Regions from separate parts of the Mus musculus genome. Here regions 1, 2 and 4 are each linked to region 3. Evidence: chromatin contacts called from public Hi-C, HiChIP or PLAC-seq and promoter capture Hi-C data. All regions are on one chromosome and are shown on one strand. Each heading gives the region's core, a stretch centred on a gene start, on an enhancer-like site or on the middle of the called end of the contact. The rest is flanking DNA. Distances are from core to core; before and after follow the strand shown.

The links. Promoter capture Hi-C pulls out the DNA fragments that hold promoters and counts their contacts. A called contact is a pair of places that touch in the nucleus more often than the background predicts. HiChIP or PLAC-seq counts read pairs in DNA pulled down with a chosen protein or histone mark.
Region 1: a contact with region 3 is called in a Hi-C map of Th1 cells, with 3 times the contacts expected there. The contact joins the promoter of Col1a1 here to the promoter of Xylt2 in region 3. A contact is called at or near these places in 1 of 39 promoter capture datasets (cranial neural crest) and 1 of 484 Hi-C or Micro-C datasets (Th1 cells).
Region 2: a contact with region 3 is called in a promoter capture Hi-C map of pre-B cells. The contact joins the promoter of Luc7l3 here to the promoter of Xylt2 in region 3. A contact is called at or near these places in 4 of 39 promoter capture datasets (the C10 cell line, cranial neural crest, hippocampal neurons and 1 more) and 2 of 115 datasets of contacts at active chromatin or transcription factors (embryonic stem cells and extraembryonic endoderm stem cells).
Region 4: a contact with region 3 is called in an HNF4G HiChIP or PLAC-seq map of pancreatic cancer cells. The contact joins the promoter of Abcc3 here to the promoter of Xylt2 in region 3. A contact is called at or near these places in 2 of 39 promoter capture datasets (cranial neural crest and embryonic stem cells), 1 of 484 Hi-C or Micro-C datasets (embryonic stem cells) and 1 of 115 datasets of contacts at active chromatin or transcription factors (pancreatic cancer cells).

Annotation. Positions count from the first base shown.
Region 1 is chr11:94,934,813-94,937,729 of GRCm38.p6, forward strand. It overlaps Col1a1 (collagen, type I, alpha 1), which reads left to right and starts at 1,412. Exons shown (of 51, transcript NM_007742.4): 1 at 1,412-1,632. The coding sequence starts at 1,557.
Region 2 is chr11:94,320,352-94,323,299 of GRCm38.p6, forward strand. It overlaps Luc7l3 (LUC7-like 3 (S. cerevisiae)), which reads right to left and starts at 1,612. Exons shown (of 10, transcript NM_001361574.1): 1 at 1,339-1,612. The coding sequence starts at 1,437.
Region 3 is chr11:94,675,668-94,678,746 of GRCm38.p6, forward strand. Xylt2 (xylosyltransferase II) reads right to left here and starts at 1,826. Exons shown (of 11, transcript NM_145828.3): 1 at 1,606-1,826. The coding sequence starts at 1,740.
Region 4 is chr11:94,391,707-94,394,779 of GRCm38.p6, forward strand. It overlaps Abcc3 (ATP-binding cassette, sub-family C (CFTR/MRP), member 3), which reads right to left and starts at 1,284. Exons shown (of 31, transcript NM_001363187.1): 1 at 1,165-1,284. The coding sequence starts at 1,209.

The sequences.
Region 1 (2,917 bases), core at 162-2,661, 260 kb after region 3:
GGGACTCCCTGCTTCCACGTTTACAGCTCTAAAGAAGCCGGTGGGGGAAGTGATACAGGATGTCTATGGGCCCTGCAAGGAGACCCCAGTGCCTTCCCACACCACCCACACAGTTTGACAAGATGAAGTTCCTAAGCAGATTGGACAGAGCACCTTTGCAGGGTGCAGGGAGCACCGGGGAAGAACGGACACTGTCTTTTAGCGACAACTTTAAATATAAGCTGCTGTTCTTGGGGGACTACAGATGACCCTTTCCTGACGGCAGAGGTGGGGAGCAATGGCCAAGATTTTCAGCAAAGAAGTGAGGACATGGGAAGAAACCATTAAATAAAGTCCCTCAGCTACCAAACACAAGTTTCTGCCACACACTGAGTTCACCTAGGTGTCCCCAGACCACATCCAAGTACAATTAGAAAAGAGGGCTCTCTGTAGCTTTGAGAACACCCCTCTATGGCCAAGTACCTTCTACCTGTTCATTCTGCATTGATATTGCTACATAAGAGGGCCTCTAACAAATCTCTGGCTGTGGCCACAGCTGACACAAGACCTTTTTCTAAAACATCCCTGGTCACAGGCTTCCTGCAACAAACTCACATCCCAGTGCTGGGATGGAGGAGGTCAGAGAAGAATTTATACAACATGCCCCAGGCCCCAGCTTTGAGGACCCAGAAAGCCCCCTGCCCACACTGCTGCTCATCACTTAATGCATAAGCATTCTTCTGGAAGGACAAGGATGTCAAAGGTCTCCCCAAGCCTCAGCCTCAGAGCTGTTATTTATTAGAAAGGTGTGTCTGGCATGGCAGAACAGATAGGCACCCCCTTCCTTTCAAACCACCACATATCTGACTCTTAGTATCTGTGAAGAGATGTATAACTGTTCACAAATATTCCTACCCTCCATTCCTGGGTCCACACCATGAGGTGATCCCCTCCCTCCAACAGGCACATCTGCTTAGCTGATAGGTTCTAATCAGATTAATCTAACTTATTCCTTAGTTCTTCCCCAGGATGCCTGAAAGATTACTAGGCATGGCCAGGAGGACCTTTTCCCAATTATTCCTGACACTGATCCCTTTGTAGTGTTTCCCAACTCAGATTCTCAGTTCTACATCCTTCTGATTTGAAGTCCCAGAAAGAAAGTACAAGGGGTATTCTCTACCCACACTCAGTATACTGAGGGCCCAGCCACACTCCAGTGACAGCACCTCTGGCCCATGTAGATCTGGGGGGCAAGGGCGGCAGAGTTGCGGGAGGGGGGGCGCTGGGTGGACTCCTTTCCCTTCCTTTCCCTCCTCCCCCCTCTTCGTTCCAAATTGGGGGCCGGGCCAGGCAGTTCTGATTGGCTGGGGGCCGGGCTGCTGGCTCCCCCTCTCCGAGAGGCAGGGTTCCTCCCAGCTCTCCATCAAGATGGTATAAAAGGGGCCCAGGCCAGTCGTCGGAGCAGACGGGAGTTTCTCCTCGGGACGGAGCAGGAGGCACGCGGAGTGAGGCCACGCATGAGCCGAAGCTAACCCCCCACCCCAGCCGCAAAGAGTCTACATGTCTAGGGTCTAGACATGTTCAGCTTTGTGGACCTCCGGCTCCTGCTCCTCTTAGGGGCCACTGCCCTCCTGACGCATGGCCAAGAAGACAGTAAGTTCCAAACTCTGGGGAGTTTACTACAGCTTCTTGGTATTGCGTTCTGTATAGAGGGGTCCTAGCAGATAAGACTTAAATGGAGGTGCAGGGCTGCTCCAGAGGCAGGGATGGGACGGTGATGGAGAGGAAACGGGATGAGAGAGGTCACCCTGTTGAGCAGATGAGGGGGAGCAGTTCTCAGAAGTGGAGCCTTGCATGAGATGGCCCAGGAAGAAATTTCAAGCACCCATCTGTAGCACAACAGGAAAAGTGGGAATCTGGACACGGGTTGGGGCAGAGTACGTCGAAAATGAAATAAGGCCTCTGGAATAGAGATTCGGAGCTCAAGATGTAAAAGCTATCAAAAAGGCTGCGGGATGATTCATAAGGAAAGATTGTTTGCCCTCTCTGCAGGCTAGACAGTGTTGCTGGGGCCTCCGGGGTGCTGGGCTCTCGGGGGGGGGGGAGGGGACGCACGGAGAGGGCGGGTTGCTGGATGAGAAAGTTTGGCTAGGACTTGACTGGGCGCGGTCCCTGTGCCTCCTGCTGGCCAGCCGAGAGCACTACGAGTCCTGGTACAGCACTTTACAGCGCACAGGCTGAGAAGGAAAACCTGGGTTATTGCGGACCCTCATCTCCAGACTAGGAAAATAAAAGCAGGGATGGATGGGGTAGCTCTGGTCTTTGAAAGAAGTGACCCAGGCCGAGTAAAAGTCGGTCCGCCCCTGCATTGCTTAGTTTTGCCCGCCACCTAGTGGTTGCCTTGATCAGGTCCTGGAGCGGTGGGCGTGGTTAACTCATCATTACTATTTGTAGACTTGACTTCTTTGGCTAAGGAGATTCCAAAGCACTACTGGCTTTGAAGGACCCGGCTTGTCTAGTTAGCAAGTTTTCAAGATTCCTGGGAGCTGGAAATTGGGATGTATCTAACTTTAGGGATACATTTTACTACACTGGACAGGGCTCCACTGAAATCAGCCCCTCCACATTGTAGCCCCGCCCATTCCGCCCCACCTGCCCCGGGAAAGGAGGTGGGACCAGGGCTGAATTTCCCCTTCTCTCCTCCCACCCCCGCCTCCTGTCTCCGCGCAAACCACGTCCCACGAGCCCCCACCTACTGCGTAGGAGCCCTCCTACTCTCCTTCAGCAGGCTTTTTTATTTCATTTGGTTCCCGCGCGCGTGGGCTGAAGTTGTTTGGAAGAAACCCCAGTCTAGAGCTTTGTTTAAATTCCTGAGAACTGGGACGTTATAGTCCTGGCCAGGCGCCCTGGTGCTGTCACTGAACGTCGCCGATATGGA
Region 2 (2,948 bases), core at 362-2,861, 360 kb before region 3:
CATGGTGGTTCACAACCATCTGTAATGAGATCTGATGCCCTTTTCTGGTGTGTCTAAAGACAGCTACAGTGTGCTTACATATAATAAATAAATAGATTTAAAAAAATACATAATTTACTTTCCTAAAAAGCCTGTTAGCCAATCGTGGCAACGATGTAATCCCAGCACTCTGGAAGCGGAGTGAGGATTTCAAGTTCGAGAACCACCTGCTTACAGAGTAAAACACTGCCTCAAAAACAGAAACAAAACAAAGCTTTTGTTGAGCCATTTTCTCATATTTTATCAAGTGATTTAAAACTGCTGTTTGATTATAACTGCAAGGTAAAATCAAGTGTACCCACTCTCCAGTTCAGATCTAAGACAGTGTGCTCCACGTACAAAACTAGATAAAAAGTACTTGAAATACAGTACAGTATATGCACGAAGAACAGTGCAACCTCAACAGTGCTACAAAAATTAGATTTAGCTTTCCCGATCACCAAGAGACCGAGAGAGAGAGAGAGAGAGAGAGAGAGAGAGAGAGAGAGAGAGAGGCTTTAGCCTCACCTGCGACCCAGGAGTTATAGTTAACCTTTCTAAGAGAGTAAAAGGACCGAATGAGTTTATGTGAAAACAAAAACCTTCACAACTGCCTAGCTGAGGGTCTACTACGGCCATCAAGCACGCGTCAAACGGCCATCAAACCGCATTAGCAAAAAACTGTTCATGATAAAACTGTACCTCGTTCCGTCTTTCAACTGTCTACCTTCTCACAGAAGTGTCCAAATGGCAGCACTCCTAAGCAATGCACTGCTACGATGTCCTTCCCCACGAATACTGGTCGGGAGTCAGGCTATCTATCTATATGACTCCCGACTCTCTCACACACACACACACACACACACACACACACACACTCACACACTCTAGATAGATAGATAGATAGATAGATAGACAGACAGACAGACAGACAGACTGCACCCAAATAACGGAAGCCTGCTTTCTTATTCATACGGTAAAACCCCGGAGCTCTGGTGGAATCAAGCGAGCCCTTCCTTCTTCCTTTTCCCGCGTTTCTCGGCCTCACCAAGGTGCTTCTTCTTCTGCCCAGCCAAGCGCCATCCCGGACTTCCTCCACACAACAACAAACGCCGCTATCCCCCGGATTGGCGCGGAATCCTCCCTCCGTCCTGGGCCGCACGCCCGCCTCCCTCCGCCGTCAGGTGCTTCAGTCGGCGCGGCCAGGTCCCCCCAAATCGCGCCGCACCCCGCTCGGGCCAGCCTCGGCCCGCCCTCGGGTCCCTTCAGCTCCCCCTCCCCCAGTCCCCGGGGCACAGGCCCGAGGCCCACGGGACTTACGCTCTCGTGGTCCCAGCGCACGTTGCTGCGCTTCTCATCCGGGGCGAGGTTTCGGTCCCGGCCCATTAACTCATCCAGCAACTGCGCGGCAGAAATCATGGTGCTTCCTCCGGGCGGCTGCTCACGCCAGCCCTAGCACCCACCCGATAAAAAACCCCACCAGCCGCCCGGCCGCCGAACCAAGCCCCCTCGGCCCACTCTCAAGCTCGAAAAGCCTCTTCCAGAGAGGAGCCGAGAAGACAAAATGGCCGCCGCCCGGGCACCTTCCCAGCATGCCGTGCGCCCGTGGAGACACGCCTAGGCCCGGGCTGCGAGGGCGGGCAGCGCGGCTTCTCCGGCGAGGGGGCGGGACCTCCGGCCCGGGCCCGGGGCAAAGCCCCGCCAGGCACTGACTCCGCCCCCGCCGTGCCTTCCACCCAACGGAGCGGTGGACGCTCTAACGGCTGCCGGTGTCGGCCTCTTTTTTACTTGGAGAAAGAGCAATCTAGCTCTGGGTCCTTTGCCACTGCCCTGAAACGGAGAAAATGTCCCTTTGTCCACGTGGTGTGCGGGGGACCATCTTCCAGGGAGGGAAACAAGAAGAGCGAGCTGCGATCGTGCTCAGACTCCATTTTCCTGTCGCTGTAGTTTCTTCCTCCTCTACCTGTCCTTATTTATGTCTGCACCCTCCACCCTTCCCACACCCACCCAGTTCGATGCTGGGGATTGAACCGGGAACCTTAACGCTTAACGCTCTACCAGCGAGTTAAATCCTCAACTCTTCTACCCGGTTTTGTCCGGACTTCCTCGATTTTTAGGGAGGAAAATCAAGGAATAGACTATATGCGGTGGAGGAATTATGTTGTAATACCTCCAATCCAGGAATTTATCTTCCTTCACTTTGTATCAAATGTGTTACTGTGTGTTCAGGGAATCATAGAGGAGACCAGAGGTTACCCTCTGGAGTCCATTACTCAGGAACTATCCACCTTTGTTTGGTTTTTGGTTTTGTTTTTCGGGATAGGGTTTCTCTGTAACTTTAGCTGTTCTGGAACTCACCAGGCTGGCCTCGAACTCACAGAGATTCCCGTGTCTCAGCCTTATGAGTGCTAGGACGTGCCACCATTGCTCCTCAATCTAAACTTTCAAAAGATTAGGAAAACTTAGCTGGGCTTGCTGTCACCGTATACCTTTTATCTAGGAAGGCACTGGGAAGGCAGAGTCAGGTGGATTTTATGAATTAAAGAGGTTCACCTGCTTCTGCCTCTTAAGTGCTAACACTTGGGAGGCAAAGGCAGGTGAATATCTAAGTTTGAGGCCAGCCTGGTCTACAAAACAAGTTTCTGTATAAAGCCATGGCTGTTATACAGAGAAACCCTTTTTCAAAAAGAATGTCTCACTGGGACGTGAGCTCTCTGTCAGCCTGAAAGCCCTACGAATCCTTTTATTTCTGCTTCCTTAGTACTGCAGCTATAAACCACTGTTTTACATGTATGTGCTGGAGGTTAAACTCTGTTCTTCATGCTGAGTGGTGAACTCCCTGGAATTTCTTTAAAAGTATTAATTCGGCCTTGCAAACTTTTAATCCCTAGCAATCCAGAGGCAAGTTGATCGAGGCCAGCCAGGGCTAC
Region 3 (3,079 bases), core at 576-3,075:
TGGCCGCTAGGGACCTATCTCCATTCCGGTCTAGGATTCCTTTCTCAGCTTCAGCCAGGTGTGGTGTATGTGTGTGTGTGTCTGTATGTGTGTTGAGTGAAGGAAGATTCCAAATTCTCTTCCCTCTCTTCAGCCAGATGGGTGGGAAAGACTCTAAATTCCCTCACCTCTCTCTGGTTCTCCACCCCTGGCTGTGGGCAGAGCAGCAGGGGCTCAGCCCATTCATTGACTCAAACCACCAGCCACAATGGGCCATGTACTTAGGAGAAGACTCTCTGACATGCCCTTCCCCAGAGTCCTCATCAGCCTGACCCCTCACATAGATGAGGGTCAGAGGGCTCTTCTGCGGCCCACACCATCAGAGATGTCCCAGTTGCCCAAAGAACAAGCTCTTCCTACACAAGTCACAGCCAGCTTCCCCAGGACGGGCTTCGGCGCCTTCTGGAGTCGCTGACGGTCCCAAGTTCCTCCTCTCCTCACCCCCTCAGCATCTTGATTCTCCCCAAAACTGGAAGAGCAGCTCTTCTCCCAGTCTCCACACCAGGTCTTTGGGACTGACCAGGTGCAGGAAGGGAAGGCTTCTAGGCTCCATGCCTTCTTCACCCTACCAGGTAAAGCCCAAAAGGATGTGACAAGAGAGCCTCTGTCCCGAAGCCTTGGAGACACAGGGACAAGGGGGCGGGGGGCAGAAGCAAGAACCCCTAATCTCTGTCCACAGTTTAGGGCTTTGATTTGACTGACCCTCCCCACCTTTCCAGAACGGACCTAGACCCCACTGGACCCCTCCTAACCACACAACCAGGAGGGTGTGTCTGAGTCTGCAACTAAAAGCACCAGTGAAGAGAAAGCAGATCCCTGGGGTCAGGGTCTGGAGCTCACAGCTGCTCCTCCATTACCCCAGAGCCAGAGATGCCTCTTTCCTCCTTTGATGTCCTGAGGCCAACTCAACAGTTCACCTTCCATTCCCATCCCCTCCTGAAGATCCACCAGGGTTCTTCCCTGGCTGAGAAAGCCACGCCTTGAGAACACTTCAGTATTTTTTTTCCCTTGGGGTGACTCCTGTTCACTCTATTCCCGTGTATACACTTTGTCACAGGCCATAATTCCACCCCCTGAGCTCCACTTCACCACCAGTCGCTGCTTCTCAGGCGCAGCTCAACACGAATGCCCAGGGTCCCTTGGCCCCCACTCTTCCGCCCACAGCACGTACACCACCGCCCCCTCCCAACTTCAGAAAGTTTGGCCTGAGGCTCCCCACCTCCGAGCAGGCTGGGGCCCAGTCGCTCCTCCCAGCCCAGATCCCCGAGCCTGACCTTCATCGTTCCCCGGGACGGAGACCATCCCACCATGTCCCGCTCATCCCTTCGCGCCCCCCAGTTCGCCGGCCGCCTCGACCTCCGAGTCACGCACCGCTCCCTCACGCAGCCAGCCAGGCCCTCCAGTAAAGGGAGCGTTGGGGACCGGAGGCTGGGCTCCAGCAGGCTGCCTGCGCCTTGCTCGCACGCGGCCCGTGCCCCACTTGCCTGGCCGGGGCCGCCCGCAGCCCCGCCAGGACCCCGCGCGCCCCCGCGCCCGGCCTGCCCGCCCGCACGGCCGTCGGAGCACCTCGCCCGGCTCGTCCTCCTCCAGGCCGCTGAAGCTCCACACCACCAGGCCCTGCAGCAGCAGGATGGCCAGTGCGGTGGCGATCGCCAGCTTGTAGCGCCGCACCAGCTTCTGCACCCGCGCGCTCGCCACCATCTTCCTGCCCGGGACGCGGGGCGCGCGTCCGGCCCTGCAAACCGGCCGCGGGCGTGCGCACAGGCGCGGGGCCCCGGAGTCCCTCCTCACTCCGCCCAGATGGGCGGGCAAAGGGCGGGGCCCGAGGCCCCACCCTCTCGTGGGCTGGGCGTGGGGCAGTAGGCGGTCCGCTCGTTTCTGTCTCCAAGGTTTGAGTCTTGTGCTTGGGGTCTTTTCCACATCTCTATGAGTGTCTGCCTGTGGAAGAATCATTTCCTGACCGCAAAAGCATTGTCCCGGAGTGCGGAGGATCTGCGGCCTGACCGCTCTGGTGTCGCAGGGCATGGGGGGAGGGGGAGTCAGCTGGCCCCCACCCCTGGGAAATGCTGGCACTCTCAAGACGTGTGAGTACCACCTGCCCTGCCTAAAATCTGAAGGCCGCATCCCTGAAGACAAAGCATAGGCCCTTGACTGACTTCTGAGGCTCTTCACGAAATTGACTTGCCACTCTGCAACCTCTCATCCCAAGCATCCTCAGGCCTCTGCTGGTGTTGTGGCTCTCAACTTCTAGCTTACGTCAGAATCTCCTGGAAGATGATTTAAAAAACAGCGCCAGTTCTCACTCCTGGAGTTTAGAACCTCCGAGAATTAAATTTTTCAACAAGTTCCGCTGCTGCTGCTGCTCTGGGATCACGCTTGGAGACCCACCAGACCTTAGCATATGCTGTTTTCGCTCCACCCCATCAGTGACATCTTGGCTTGTGCCTCGCTAGCACAATTTAAGCATCTGGTGGTAATTTCTCTGCGAACGTGCCTCGTTCGCCATTGAAGCCTTGGCCCTCAGCTTTAAAGCTCAGTAAATGTTAGGAGAGTAGGGAGCTGAGAGAACCCACCTGGTTGACCATACTGCTTTCTGGCGTGTTCAAGAGCCGTGTCCAGTAAGGACTAAACACACCCGGGGCCTCACCTGATCCCAGCAGACCACGGTGGGCAGTGGAAGGAGGTAAGAAGGTGCCTGCCAGAGCAAGGTGACTAGAGGCAACAAAACCCACAGCAGAAACGCTTCACATTTTAAGTAAACAAACAAGCGAGCTATTTGATCCAGTTGCCTTGCTGTGCTACCTGGCCTGATCTGCCTTACACTAGGACTCTCACCAACTTGGTAAAGTATTTATTGTCTACAGTAGCTTTTAATTCTTGACTCTCCCATCATTACCTCCCAAGTGCAAAACAGAAGTTTGTCTTCGTTTGTCTGAGATAGTGTCTCGTGTATCCCAGGCCAGCAAAATACAGCTGAGGTTGACCTTGAACTTCTGATCTACCCGCCTCCACTTCCAGAGTGCTAGGATAACAGGCCCAA
Region 4 (3,073 bases), core at 34-2,533, 280 kb before region 3:
CTCTGCCTGTGAGGCTGAGATTGTGTCCCCAGTTGCTTTGCCTGGTGGAGGAACAAGTGCTGAGGCTGCACACACTTCAGACGCTTAAGATGACTGATACAAGGATTTGAGGAGAGACACAGAAAGTTACCTTTCTGCACTGAGCTTGTGCGCGTGCGCACATACCATACCCTCACGGTACTGTGTTTTGAGCCCAGTCTCCTGCATATCAGGCAAGCGCCACGCCCCTGAGCTATAACCCCAGTACAAAAGACCTGCTTTAACTTACTTTATTTTTATCTGGTTTCGTGGAATTGGTGTTTTGGCACAATTCCTTACCTCTCTAGACCCCCATTTCCCTTATCTATCAATGGAAAGGTTTGGGCTTGGACACCTCAGTTCTCCCTCTCCTCTCCTCTCCTCTCCTCTCCTCTCCTCTCCTCTCCTCTCCTCTCCTCTCCTCTCCTCTCCTCTCCTCTCCTCTCCTCTCCTCTCCTCTCCTCTCCTCTCTCTCTCCTCTCTCTCTCTCTCCTCTCTCCTCTCTCTCTCTCATATGTCCTGGGTGTAGATAGGGTCTCCTCACAGACCTGCAGGTGGATCTTGCTCACAGAAACAGTAGCCTCCCAAAACAGGGCCTGGAAGGTCTAGCTGTACCAAGTCCTGACGGATCAGGGCTCTGGATGCCCTAGGGTATAGGCAAGGAAGATTGGATGAACAACCAAGGCACAGTTACTGGGTCGGGTCCAGTGGAGGTGGGGTCGGGTGGATTCATTCATTAGGGATGCAGGCAAAATACAAAGTGTTCTTCTATGCAAAACGCAAAAAGTCCCTGGGATCCACCAGACAGAGAGACTTACACCAACAGGCAAGCGCCTGAGCTTCCCTATTCTTGGCGCCCTGCAACTACAGATTCCAGGAGCCTCCTTTCTGCCTAGCTTCTCCCCGCGGTAGGTCAAGGCACAGCCGTGGCTATACATCCTTCTGCGCCCATTCTTCCCCCTTTGGAGCTTAGACCCTCCCAGGTCTGACTATGCACATCCGCCTTTCCAGGGCATCAGCTGCTGCTCCCGCACTCCGCACTCCGGAGGTGCGTCCTCCGGAAGGCTGTGTTGGGGCGAGAGACCAGACATCCCACGGTTGACACCTACTTCCTCCGTAGCACGGATACCAAGAGACGCTTCTTACCCAGAACTTGGAGCCCAGCTCTCCGGAGCCGCACAGGCGGTCCATGTGGCTCTGGTGCACCGCAGGACTTGGAATCTCAGTTCAGCTCAGCCCCAGCAGATCTGCCCCGGAACCGCCTCTGACTCCCTGCTCCATAGGCACTCCTCCCCGCCCCGCCCTCAGGCCCTCTGGGTCAAGTTCTCCCTGTCCCCAGCGATTGCAACACAGCCTTGGTAAAAGTGCTGGTACCTAAAGGATAATGTAAGAAAGGGACAGTAGAGTAAGGATGGGTAATTAATTGACTGTACTAGTCCCTGAGCTTATAGACCCCGAAGCTGATGGACGTGAGAATGAGTCTCACTGTAAAAGAAGTCCTTTCTAAAGGTAGGGTCATTTCTGGCTTTATATATAAATAGGAGATCATTGTCTATAGTATGTGAAGTGCTCGTGAGCCTAGTCTCTTTCTTCATACGTTACCAGAGAACTGAGACCAGCACATTTATGTGATGTGTCTATGCACATGTGTACAGCAGGGGAGTGGGGCATGAAGTTGGTCCTAGTACCAAATAGATGGGTGTATGACTTCCCTGTGGTCCCCTTAAGTTGCTGCCTTCTCAGGTTCTGTGGCTCCCGTGTCTTGCCCAGGGCACTTCTCTTCCCCACTTTTGCACTGGTGAAGTATGGATCACCATAATAGAATCCTTCACACTGAGTTTTCTGAGGATTCAACAGAAAAAACAAAACAAAACAAAACAAACTATAACCCGCATGGACTACATGTAATACCCAACCTAGGTTAATTCTAGTGAGGCCTCAGGAAAATCCCTCACTAACACCTTGACCCTTTGTTGTTGCTGTCATGGCTTTTTTTTTTTTTTTTTTTTTTTTTTTTTTTTTTTTGGCTTTTCGAGAAACCACAGGGTTTCTCTGTGTAGCCCTGGCTGCCCTGGAAATCACTTTGTAGACCAGGCTGGCCTCGAGCTCAGAAATCCACCTGCCTCTGCCTCCCAAGTGCTGGGATTAAAGGCGAGTGCCACCACACCCGGCTCACTGTTATGTTTTTTTGTTTGTTTAAGACAGAGTTTCTCTGAATAGCCTTGGCTACCCTTGAACTCACTCTGTAGACCAAGCTGGCCTCGACCTCAGAGACCTGCTTGCCTGTGCCTCCCAAGGGCTGGGATTAAAGGCGTGCACCCGTGTCTTAACGCTGAGCCTCCACATTGTCAGTCTGTAAAATGGCCTTCCCAGCTTGGCTACGCTGGGTTCCCCTCCTTCTCTCTCTTCCCTGATACGATCCCAACTCACCCACACCTCTCTGGAGTGAGCAGAAATCCTCTTGGTCTAATTTACCCCTGTCTCTATCTGCAAGCTCTTGGTGTGTGTGTGTGTGTGTGTGTGTGTGTGTGTGTGTGGTTGGCATTTGTTTCCCAGTCAGGACAGGGTATTTTTAGCCTCCTGAAGGCGTTGGAGGGACCCGGTAGGACAGTGTAGACCATCCGTTACCCCTCTGGGCAGGCACGAAGTACTGGAAGCCAGATTAGGGAGAAGCTAGTAGAGTGGGGGTGGGACAGTTAGTCACCTGTTCGATTTCTCTCCTCCCTCTGCCCCTTTCTCTCCCATCCTGTCTTCCTCCAACCTCTGTACAGAAGACTTCGTGGAGCTTCCGTAACTTGTCAGCGTGCCCTTGGTTACACTTCTGTGTGAAGACTCTGGAAGGTCCTCAAAGCAGCCAGCAGTCATGCCTACCTCCCCTCCATGCCTCAGGTAGTATCTATAGTACCCTATGTAACCGTGACAGGCTCCTCATGTCTCTGGGACCAGTTTCATGGACAAAGTGAGTTAGCAAAGGACCACGGAAGCCCCTTTCCTACCCTGTAGTCTAGGCATCTAAGATCAAAGCATCTGAACCAATCTCTGAGCCTTCCGCTAA